3 separate regions of the Mus musculus genome follow, and regions 1 and 3 are each linked to region 2. Evidence: chromatin contacts called from public Hi-C and promoter capture Hi-C data. All regions are on one chromosome and are shown on one strand. The core of a region is the stretch at or near the end of the contact, and the rest is flanking DNA. Distances in the headings are between cores, read along the strand shown. Region 1 holds the start of Eef1e1 (eukaryotic translation elongation factor 1 epsilon 1). Region 2 holds the start of Psmg4 (proteasome (prosome, macropain) assembly chaperone 4). Region 3 holds the start of Exoc2 (exocyst complex component 2).

Region 1 (3,734 bases), core at 331-2,830, 4.5 Mb after region 2:
GGTGGTGGTGGTGGTGAGGGGGCAGGTTCTGAGTCCTTAGCCCAGGCTGGCCGAGAACTCTTGGTGATCCACCTTTCTCAGCTCCCCAAGTCCTGATGTGAGCTACTTCTAGCGGGTGGATAAGTAGTAGTTTCCTCATGTACTGATGTACCATAATCTAATGGACCTTGCTCCTACAGTTGGATCCTTAGACTGTTCCTTGTCATTATTATTGGGAATCTCGCTGAGCACATCGTAACTGCTGGTGTACTGTGGTTAGTTTTCAACTAAGGAAACACGGTGATTTCATCTCTAGTCTTTGGTCTGTACTCACAGAAAACCAGAAACTTTCAACTGGGACTCACTGTGAAACGTTTCCATTACACAAGGCACTAAAACCCAACTCTGAACTTCAAACTGAACTTGGTCTAAGACTGAACTTGGGTTTATTCTGTATTGCACTACTCTGTTTTGGGTGGCTTACTGGACCCAAACTTACATAGTAATTCACTGGTTTTCTACATCCTTCCAAGTCTAATCTCTTGAACACCAGCTTCTCACTGAAGCTTAAATCCCACCTCCTCTGTGGCACTGTGCCACTGTCCTCAATGTATTCCTCCCCTGTCGCTTGTCCTATTGGGCCCTTAATTGCTGGTGACTGTCCCTCATGCCTTGAAAGCAAGACTGTCTCTCATGTCTCGGCAAAGCCAAAAAAGAGGGTGTGCAAAGGAAACTGGGCTGAGGACAGAGCACATCACCTCTGGGGAGGATGGCCTTCGCAGCCTACGGCAGGCAAGTCATTTAACCTTTCCAGGTGCCACATTAAGTTACTGTGAACCCCACAATACCGCTACGATTTAGACATTAAAGGAAAAAACAAAACAAAACAAAACCTTTGGGCCCAAACAGGAACAAGCCATCTAGATCTGGAATCCCGTTCAAGGCACACTCTATGGTTTCCCACTACCATTCTTCCTCTAGTACCATCTTTCTACGGCAAATGATGAGTTACAAAGGACTCACTTTCTACACCCTAAGAAATCAGGATTCTTCTATCTCACCAAGCATTCCACTGCCCCACACCCGGAATCTTCCTCAATTCTCTGCACAATGCACATCCAAGCGGGTGTGTCGCCAGAATGAGCAGGGTCCTATTCCGTGTTCCCTCCGCCAGGCGGCTTCCAGGAATCTGTACCGCTCGCCCGGCCAGCCGCTGGAAAGGCGGTCGCTGAATGAAAGGACCAGGCACGGCTAACGGCCGCCTACAGGGATCTGAACCCCTGACTCTGCCCAGGCCTCCGCGAACTGGCTTTCTGCTCCCCGAGGGGAGGACGGTGACATTTGCCTGGAGGTCCAGACCGAGCCACGCGGCCCGCCCCGCACGCACGTGGGGAGCGGAGTCCATTCCGATGCCCCGGCCGGGTCGCGTAGGCTCCGGGTCACCCCGCCGCCCTGCTGCTTTCCTACCGCTGCGCCTCACCTGCCGCTCGCCCTGAGCACTGTACTTATTCCCCGGCTTCAGTCCCAGACTCTTCTCCAGCAGCCTCAACTCCGCGGCCGCCGCCATCTTCTGGCCCAGCTCCTAGGGAGGCGGGGCCTGCACAGCTAGGACCTTGATTGAGCAGGAAGTCCGGCCCCACAGATGTCTCCCACGATTGGCTGGGAGGACGGCAAGCGCGCCTGCGCGAAAGGGGCGGAGTCAGCTCAAGGCAGGGGGCGGTTCGTAATTAAGGGCGGGGCCAACCACATTCGGAGTCCGGTGGATTGCTCACAGTAGGCAGAGGAGAGCACGGAGTGTAGACAGTTTCACAGAAGAATGTATCCGAATCTTAGTTTTGTTTTCTGAGACAGGGTTTCTCTGTATAGCCCTGACTAACCTGGAACTCACTCTGTAGACCAGGCTAGCCTCGAACTCAGAAATTCGCCTGCCTCTGCCTCCCAAATGCTGGGATTAAAGGCATGCACCACCACTGCCTGGCTGAATGTATCCGAATCTTAAAGATTGAATCATTCATTACAATGCTTATAAAACTATTGTAGATCAGAAGAATAATTTAGATTATTTGTTTTATAAATATAAAGCATTGATTCCCAAACTCGTCAAATAGTTCTCCAAATAAGAAAATTATAGAACAATCTTAAATTAAAATAAGGATAAGGGCCAGTGACCTAGCAAGGGAACTTGAGATCTGTGGTTGTTTGAACGAAAATAAGCCCCCAACCGGGCGTGGTGGTGCACGCCTTTAATCCCAGCACTCGGGAGGCAGAGGCAGGGGCAGGCAGATTTCTGAGTTCGAGGCCAGCCTGGTCTACAAAGTGAGTTCCAGGACAGCCAGGGATACACAGAGAATCCCTGTCTCGAACCCCTCCTCTCCCCCCCCCCCAAAAGAAAGAAAATGAGCCTCCATATGCTCACCGGGAGTGTCACTATTGGCGTGACCTCGTTGGAGTAGGTGTGGCCTTGTTAGAGAAAATGTGGCAGTGGGGGTGGGCTTTGAGGTTTCAGATCCTAGTGGCATTCTTTTTTTTTTTTTTTCCTTGCCTCCTGCTGATCCAGATATAAAACTCTTGGCTCCTTCAGCATCATGTCTGCCTGCCTGGGGCCATGAGACTCACTGTAATGATAATGGACTAAATTTCTGAACCCGTAAGGCAGCCCTAACTAAATGTTTTTCTTTATAAAAGTTAATAGTAACTCATGGTGTCTCTTTACAACAATAGAAACTCTAACTGAGACAAGTTGAATCCTTATGTGGTGGTTTGAATAAAAATGGTGATTATAGGCAAATGAACAGTGACCAAGACAGAAGCTGGTACCAGGAACCAAGATGTTGCTGTGACAGGCTTGATTATTCTGTTTGTTGGGGTGTAGTCTCCCCTCCCCCAGCCTGAAACCTGCTTGTTCAGGGGTGGAGCTTCCTGCTCATTCGTTCTGCCACGCCCACTGCTAGAACCTGCGGAGGTGCACCTTTCTACTGGACCAGAGATTATTCGTCGGGAGTTGGGTCCCCTCCCCCTTCCTTTATAACTAGTGTCGCAACAATAAAATTTGAGCTTTGATCAGAATGAATTTGTCTTAGCTCCGTTTCTTCTTTCGCCCCGTCTAGATTCCTCTCTTACAGCTCGAGTGGCCTTCTCAGTCGAACCGTTCATGTTGCGAGCTGCTGGCGGCCGCAACATTGGGGGAATATGGAAGACTTTGGGACTTGGACTAGAAAAGTCTTTGGATGCTATAAGTGAAACTTAATGGACCTTCCTAGTAGGGGCATGGAAAACAATGCTGAGGGTGATTTGAACTATGGGGCCCAGATCAAGAAATTTCAGAGGGGAGGAATTTTAGTGAGTGGCCAAGAAACCATTCTTATGATATTTTAGCAAAGAATGTAGTAGCTCCCTTGTGCCCTTGTCCTAAAATTAAAAAAACAAACAAACAAACAAACAAAAAAACCAACCTAAATTGAAGACTTTGGATTAATACTGTTGGCAGAGATTTCAAGGTAGCCCAGGATTGACTGTGTCATGCAGTTGTTGGTGGTCACACTTAGCCAGATCTATAATGAAAAGGAGCAAGGAAAAAAAAATACAAAAGATACTGTTTGAGGAGAAAGAGAGCACCGGGATGTTGGAGCCAAGTCTGGCGCTCAAAGAGATACAAAGTTTAAAGGAAAGCCTGAAGCTACATGGAGTAAAGGGAGTGGTGACTTCAGGACAAGATCCTCACGCAGCTAAGCTTCCAACTTGTGAAAAAATTAAAG
Region 2 (3,822 bases), core at 1,063-3,562:
TAGCAACAACATAGACCAGGGGATGGGTGATTATGCAGGGATTTGAGAGGGATACTAGACTTGTCATTTTGACTATGATAGTGGTTGCGTGGGTTATACAGATGTCAAAACTTCAGTACATATATTTTATTTTAGTAAAAAAATTTTTTTCATACATGTATAGATCTTTTTTCTTTTCTTTCTTTCTTTCTTTCTTTCTTTTTCTTTCTTTCTTTCTTTCCTTCCTTCCTTCCTTCCTTCCTTCCTTCCTTCTTTCTTTCTTTCTTTCTTTCTTTCTTTCTTTCTTTTTTTTTTTTTTCTGAGACAGGGTTTCTCTGTGCAGCCCTGGCTGTCCTGGAACTCACTCTGTAGAACAGGCTGGCCTCGAACTCAGAAATATACCTGCCTCTGTCTCCCAAGTGCTGGGATTAAAGGTGTGCGCCACCACTGCCTGGCACATGTATAGAACTTGATCACATCTATCCCCCTCCCTTCCTTCAAGCTTCTCCACCCCCTAATTTAAACATCTGAAATATGGGCAAATAGTCATGTTAATGTTAATAATTATACTTTAATAAAGCTGTCAAAATATGACCAGATTCACTGATAATTAGCAAATGGAAACAGAGTATAAAGAACACTCTACTATATTGCTAGTTTTGTGTTAGTAAAATGAAATGTCGGAGGCAATTAACTTTATGAAGAGGAAAGATTCTAGTTTACAGTGCTAGGAGGTTCAAGAATACAGTATCTGTGCTGGCCGAGCTATGGTGAGGACTTCATAGCACAAATGTCACAGGAGCACAAATACAGGAAGAGGTCACAGCCTGAGAAGAGTAGGCAGGAGGAGGATGGGTGTAGCAGGGTGTAGGGGTTGCACGGGTGCTGCTCTGTATTTGAATGCTAAGTGCTGGTCCCCCCAAATCTGGATGCCTCCTGATGAGATCCTCCTGTACCAAATGATGTAAAGCTTGCCCCCCAACTTATTCCTGATTGGCCAATAAAGATGCCTACAGACAAGGCTAGGCAGAACAGAGTGGGTGGAAAAATGGATTCTGGGCTTGGGGTCTGAGATAAGGATGAGGTGGAAGAGAGAGGAAGAAGGAAGGAGGTCACCATGGTGTTGGTAGATCATGGGCACATGGTCAAGAGGACCAGCCTGATGGAGTAGGAATGGCCCAGGCTGAACATGGCCAGTGACATCTCTGGGATCACCATAAGAAAATAGGTAATATAGCATAGAGGGCTGATATCTGCCTAGCTCTAGTGCTTTTAAGCTTATTATAAATCTAAATGTTTCTGTATCTTTTATCTGGTAATGATATGGTCTGAAGTGGGGTAGAAACCCCCAATAGATATTTAAAGGTAACAAGGGGGTGTAGTAACCCCCTCCCCCCAACCCCCAACAATATTAACCACAAAGGCTGGGCTTGTTGCTTTTATAGTAATACCTCAGGAGCTCTATCACAGGAATATTTCCTTTTCCTCAGTGACTTGGGTCTTCCAGACAGGGCCTATCCCCTGATCTCCCATGATATTCCATAATCTATCTCCCTTGGGGACTAAGACATCTCACAGTGGATCCTCGGAGGGTCCCAAACCATACTCAAATCACATCACATTTTAAATCTCAATTTGATCCACTAAGAGTTACAGGAAATTTAAGCAGACTCTTTGCAGTTCCTAGAGTCTCCAAGTCTACTGTAAAAAGCTTGACAAACCGGGCAAGTTTTTACGCCTCTCAACCCACCAAGGGACTCATTCCAAACACTTTAGTGTCCCAGTAATTAAAATTAAAGGGTCCCAGGGCAGATATATCACCACCCTCCACAGGGCTTCCCTCTCTCACATTCTTTCTCAAATCTTAAAGGCTCCCTACTCATATTTCCATTTTGTACTCGAGGAAAGAGAGACAGAGAAGTTAAAGGGTTAGATCAAGACCCGAGCTTTACATGATAGCAGCTCAGGGTGTGCCTGCCTGTCTCTGAAGACCCTGTCCTCCCGCCATGGTCTATGCAGTTCTTTTTTACAGCTTTCTCCCAGGATCATTGCTGTTAAATTATGTTAGCTAGGTTAGAGACTTGCAGAGGTGGGCCTGGGAGGTGGTGGCTGCTAAAGCGCTCAAATTGTGTCCGTGTCTGGGCAAAGGAAGATGCTGAGAGTGGTTTCAGTCCACTAACATGCGCTCCTGGGAAGAAGGAAAAAGGACAGAGGTAGTTCAGTGGGTTCCTAGAGATCGCTGGCAGACTCCTAGGCGAGGCTGAAGGTACCAGGCTAGAGCAGGCGGAGGCCCTGTTCTAGGCCCCGCCCACTCATGCTCGCCCCACCCCACCTCGGCGCGCGCATCTGAAAGTGAAAGAGCGTTCCGCTTTTCGGAGCTCGCTCTCTCTGGTCTGGGAGCCCGCGCCTGCCCGGTCTCGGTGCTGTGGCCCGGTGGCTGGCGGGATGGAGGAGTCTCGGGCCGCTGCGGACGCGGACGTGTCGCTTCACAACTTCAGTGCAAGGCTGTGGGAGCAGCTGGTCCACTTTCATGTCATGCGGCTGACGGATTCGCTCTTCCTGTGGGTGGGAGCAACGCCGCATCTACGCAACCTCGCAGTGGCCATGTGCAGCCGCTACGTGAGTGTGGGCGGGGCCAGGAACTTGATGGCGATCTGGGGGCGGGGCCTAGCCGTAGTTGGGGGTGGGGTTGGGGGGACCGGTGGACCTCAAGGTGAAGGATCTGGGGTAGAGGGTGGGGACCGCTAAGAAGGGTTTGGGAGGAGAGAGACCAGTGGGAGTGAGGCTGGTCGCATGCGGCCCTGAGAGACATTCTTGAGGAGCTTCAGTGTGCCCTGGGGTCCTATTCTGAACACCTCAGGCTGGAGTCTCCTAGGGCTGCTTCTTGACTTGCGGGAACCCCGGAGTCAACCCACACGTGGACCACCTTAAAGGGAACTCATCCCAGCCCCTGAGCTCTGAGCTCACCAGAACATCGGCTCTCCTTGCACCAGCTTCCTGACATGTGCGCGTGCTACGTTTTACATTTTACATTGGGTTTAGACAACTTTTGTATTGAACTTGGAGCTTAGATTTGAGTGTCTGATAGGTACTTGACCAACAAACTCAAACCTTCCCCTTCTGTGACCTTTCATCTCTGTATGGGCAACTCTACCTATTCTGAGTGCTCTCTGGCTGTCTTTGGCCTTTCTTTCTCTCACAGGTCACGTGCCCAGAGCCTCTCCATCTCCAGGATAGGGGGTTGAATCCAAAGCTTTGCATGTGCTATGCAAATGCTCCACCACTGAGTTAAACTGCCTGTCCTCATCTCTTCCTTGAACACACCACTCATATTGGATGAAGGACTTACCTTACCCTCGGATGAGCTCACTTTGTGTGGGGGGCACATGCATATATATGCACCCAAATTTAGGAACATGCATGCACGTATGCATGCATACCATACACACTACATATAAGCAAAAAGATAAAACAATAAGATAGATCAGGGATTGCCATTCCTCTGCTAAAGACCCTTTGAGATGAATTCAGAGTATGATACTGAGTTTCTAGTGATCCCCACAGGGCCTGTTGCTTCTTAGTGTTCTTCCCTGCCCAGTTATTCCAGTAGTACTGGCCTCTGAAGTTTTAGTGATATAAGGTGAGGTTAGTGTCTAGTACCTCTCAGGCTGCTCATTAAGTCACTTGGTGAGTTGTTGAGACCTCTTCAGGGCGTCCTTTAAGTTGTAGCCAGTCAGGCAGTAAGGTCTTACTTCGTAATCAGGTTCTACTAAAACATGGCCACATCTATCTATGCAGGTGGAGAGTATGGCAGCTCTAGTCCTACTAGCGGGCTTGTGGCTG
Region 3 (3,531 bases), core at 341-2,840, 3.2 Mb before region 2:
CTTAGCAGGTACTTGGTTACAACACTGAAAAAACTAACACACTACATATATACATACATACATACAAACAAATATATACATATATACACACATACATATATGTGTGTATACATATATGTGTGTATTCATATATGTATATATGTATGTGTATATATGTATATATTATGCATATGTATATACGTATATACACACACACAAACAAAATGTTCTGTTCTTAAAGGAGAAAAATGGTTTTATTACAGAAAACAAAGACTATTCACATTTCCCTACTGGCATTCTTCAGCATGTAATCACCAAGTGATTGGGTCTTTAAATCGTGTTGTGTCCGAATTTTAATCTGAAAAACTGGTTTTTACGTTGCTGATTTGAAGTTCTAAAAGATCACCAATGGATTCGGCTTGGGAGTAAGGACAAATTTGCAACAATCTCCAAAATGTTTCTAACTGTCCTTCTACCACTGTGTACTATGTATTTGTATGTAGAACTGCTCTTCCTACCGATGATTAGAAAATTAAAATAATCAATCAGCTCTGGAAAGCCCTGAAGATGCTCAGTGTCCCGTAGTTACAAATATTAAACCAAGACTTAACTATGTATGTGAAAAGAACCGAGTTATCCAACTCTATGCTTTCATCTTTAATAAATGGTAAGTTTGATGTATACAAAAATTGTCCTAAAATAAAAAGCTTTGTGATTTACAGATAGTGAATACATAGATTGTCTACCTATTTTATAAACTTACATATAAAACCATGGAAATTCTTTATAAATTTTTGGTGGCAAAAGTTGAAGAAGCCCCATACTAGAATACAGCCTTTACAAATGTTTTGAATGTAATCTTCAAGGTATCACCTTTTGGAAGGTAATAGTTCAAAATGTCTGGTACAGTAAATTAAATAATTGAAAAAGAAAAAAAAAGGACTACTTTCTAATAACTCCAAAAATTGTTTCCAACAAACAGAGGTTCCCCTGCTTAAAAATACTGTCTACTGTGTCAAACAAAAGAGAACATGTAAGAGGCAAGCACACATCAGCGTCTTTCTGTCACCTTTCGAATCACAAATTGTTCACACTTAGATCATTCTTGTTTTGACTTTCAGTTCCTTGCCATTGGGGGAATCTGTTACCAAGCCTGGGCCATCACAAGCTAAGCTTTATAAACAAAGTTAGTAGAGAGATAACCAGTTGCCATTAGTGTTTTTAGTGTAAGGCATTCAAATGGCCGAATGGAGGTGTGGCTGAACCCGCACTTGCTGCTCCCAGAGTAGTAAAGGAAACCATTCAAGCTTCCCGTCCACGTTAGCGCGGGGGACTTAAACAGATTCCAAGCAGACCCTGCACACCAGCCGCTCCTCCGGGTCCAGCCCGGCGGCCTGCGCGGAGGCGGGTGGGGAAGGCTCGGCCCGCGGCTCCCACACTCAGCCCCGCGCCCCGGGTCCCTCACCGCGCCTCCCCAGGTCGCCCAGCCCCGACGGTCCCGTGCCACCGCGGAATTCCACTCCGGACCCGGGGCGTCCTCACCCAGGACGCGACACTCACCTGCAGCTTGCAGGCGGTGTCAGGTCCCAGCCAACCGGTTCCAGGCCGCCGCAGCCAGCACTAGGGCCGCACTTCCGCACGCCGCGAGCGCCGAGCGCGTCGATCCGCCGCCTAGCCGAGCACCGAGTGCTGGATGGACCGCCTCTTCCCAGAGGGGAAGGAATAGAAGGAGGACCAGACTATGGAGAAGGGAAGTTAGAGGATATCGACGGCATGGAAGTGGACAGAGAGGGAAGAAAGGGAAAGTGGGGAGGGAGGAGGAGAGAAGGGTGGAGAGGTGGAAAGGAGAAGAGGAATTGATGGGAAAGGGAGAAAAGAAGGAGGGAAGCAGAAAGGAGGAGAGGGAGAAAGTGGAAGGGTGGAATTCGGGGAGGAAAAAGAGGGGAGGGGTAAAGAGGATACAGTCGGTTAGAGTCACAGTAGATGTTGCCCAAGAGTCCACAGCGGTCAGGGATCAGCACCAGGTCAAGAGGCAAACCTCAGTCAAAGGACTGCATCTAGCCAGGAGTGCCCGCCTTATTAAGATTTCTCACAGGTCAGAGCTTTGGGGTCCCAAGGGTCTGAGTGGCAAATTGATTTGCAAACTCACAAGACCCCCATATTATAGAAACGACTGCTATCTACAGCCCATAAGCCCTAAGGTTTGAAGGTACCCTCCTGTGGACTCTGGAGATGGCCAGCTGAACTGAAGCAGACATATCCCTGTGGCTTCCTCTGTAGCAGGAACGAAGGACAGTGATCTTCAGCAGAGGATAATGGCAGAAGCATAGGGTCTACCTGTGGTTGTGTTGCCATGACTGTGGAGAGAAGTAGCTACGGGGTGCCCATTATCTAAGACCAATAACAGCCTAACCTTTCTAATGCTGAGACCCTTTAATACAGTTCCCCATATCGTGGTGACCCCCAACCATAAAATTATTATGTTGCTACTTCATAGCTGTAATTTTACTACTGTTATGAAGGCAATGTAAATATCTGTTTTCCGATGGTCTTAAACAACCCCTGCGTGAAGATCATTCCCCCAGGGGGGTTAAGAGCCACTGGCCTAAGCTATTTTTTTTTCAGATATCTTTCTGTGAAGCATACCTTATGCTTCATTCAGTACATACACTGAAGAGGGTGTCGTACAGGCACTATGAATTAAGAGATATTGTATGGCTTCATTTTTCTCTCCTATTTGTGAGAAGATACGTCAAAGTGTTTCCAGACCATCCATTTTGAAGATCAAGGGAACACTCTTTATTCGTGAGCAAGAGACTTGGCAGCAGAGGTCCTAAGGAAATACTGTAAGAAATCTCTGGCAGTCACGGAGCCTTTCACTGTGAAACAAAACCCTTCAGGTCTCAGTGACATGCCATTTGTCAGGTAAGGCTGCCTATCATCAAAGCCAGAATGGTGGCTCTGGAAAACTCACAGAGTTTTCCCTGGATCAAAAAAAAATAATAATAATAAATATACTATGCTAGTGAAACAGAAACACTCAGAAGAGGAAAGAGACTCTTTTGTTAACATAAAGAACACTGGTACAATTTTCTTTATTTTTCCCCTCCCTCAAGTTTCTGCTCCTAACCCTGAAACTAACTAGCAAACACTGGTGCAGAAGTTGCCAGAAAATAAAACTGTTAAAACTAAAATTGCTACGGTAGCCACTGAGGCTACAAATCATTGTATAGGTTTATGTTCTCAACACTTTCAGATTTCATTAGAACTAAAAAGAAGGATTTTGACACAGTACTTCCAATCTATCTAAAACAGTCTTCGGAAACACCAGGAGACACCACTAGGCTCCCTGGATAATTTATGTATCTGTTTTGCCTTACATCAATACCTTAAGTACTCAGTACTGCATGGCATGTCAGCTTGAAAGGGGCCATACATAGTTAGTGTGCAACCTAACCCTCAACACAACTGTAAAGATGCCATCTCTTAAGGCGCCTTCTTAGGAGAAGCTAACGATTAGTTAGTTGTCCTTGCTGGGGCATTCCTGCCATA

The links. Promoter capture Hi-C pulls out the DNA fragments that hold promoters and counts their contacts. A called contact is a pair of places that touch in the nucleus more often than the background predicts.
Region 1: a contact with region 2 is called in a Hi-C map of CD8 T cells, with 4 times the contacts expected there. The contact joins the promoter of Eef1e1 here to the promoter of Psmg4 in region 2. A contact is called at or near these places in 1 of 39 promoter capture datasets (pre-B cells) and 1 of 484 Hi-C or Micro-C datasets (CD8 T cells).
Region 3: a promoter capture Hi-C map of liver shows a contact between it and region 2, with 6 times the contacts expected there. The contact joins the promoter of Exoc2 here to the promoter of Psmg4 in region 2. A contact is called at or near these places in 2 of 39 promoter capture datasets (liver and pre-B cells).

The regions. Positions count from the first base shown.
Region 1 is chr13:38,657,448-38,661,181 of GRCm38.p6, forward strand. Eef1e1 (eukaryotic translation elongation factor 1 epsilon 1) reads right to left here and starts at 1,581. Exons shown (of 4, transcript NM_025380.2): 1 at 1,460-1,581. The coding sequence starts at 1,546.
Region 2 is chr13:34,160,652-34,164,473 of GRCm38.p6, forward strand. It overlaps Psmg4 (proteasome (prosome, macropain) assembly chaperone 4), which reads left to right and starts at 2,313. Exons shown (of 3, transcript NM_001101430.2): 1 at 2,313-2,598. The coding sequence starts at 2,425.
Region 3 is chr13:30,972,457-30,975,987 of GRCm38.p6, forward strand. Exoc2 (exocyst complex component 2) reads right to left here and starts at 1,591. Exons shown (of 28, transcript NM_025588.2): 1 at 1,540-1,591.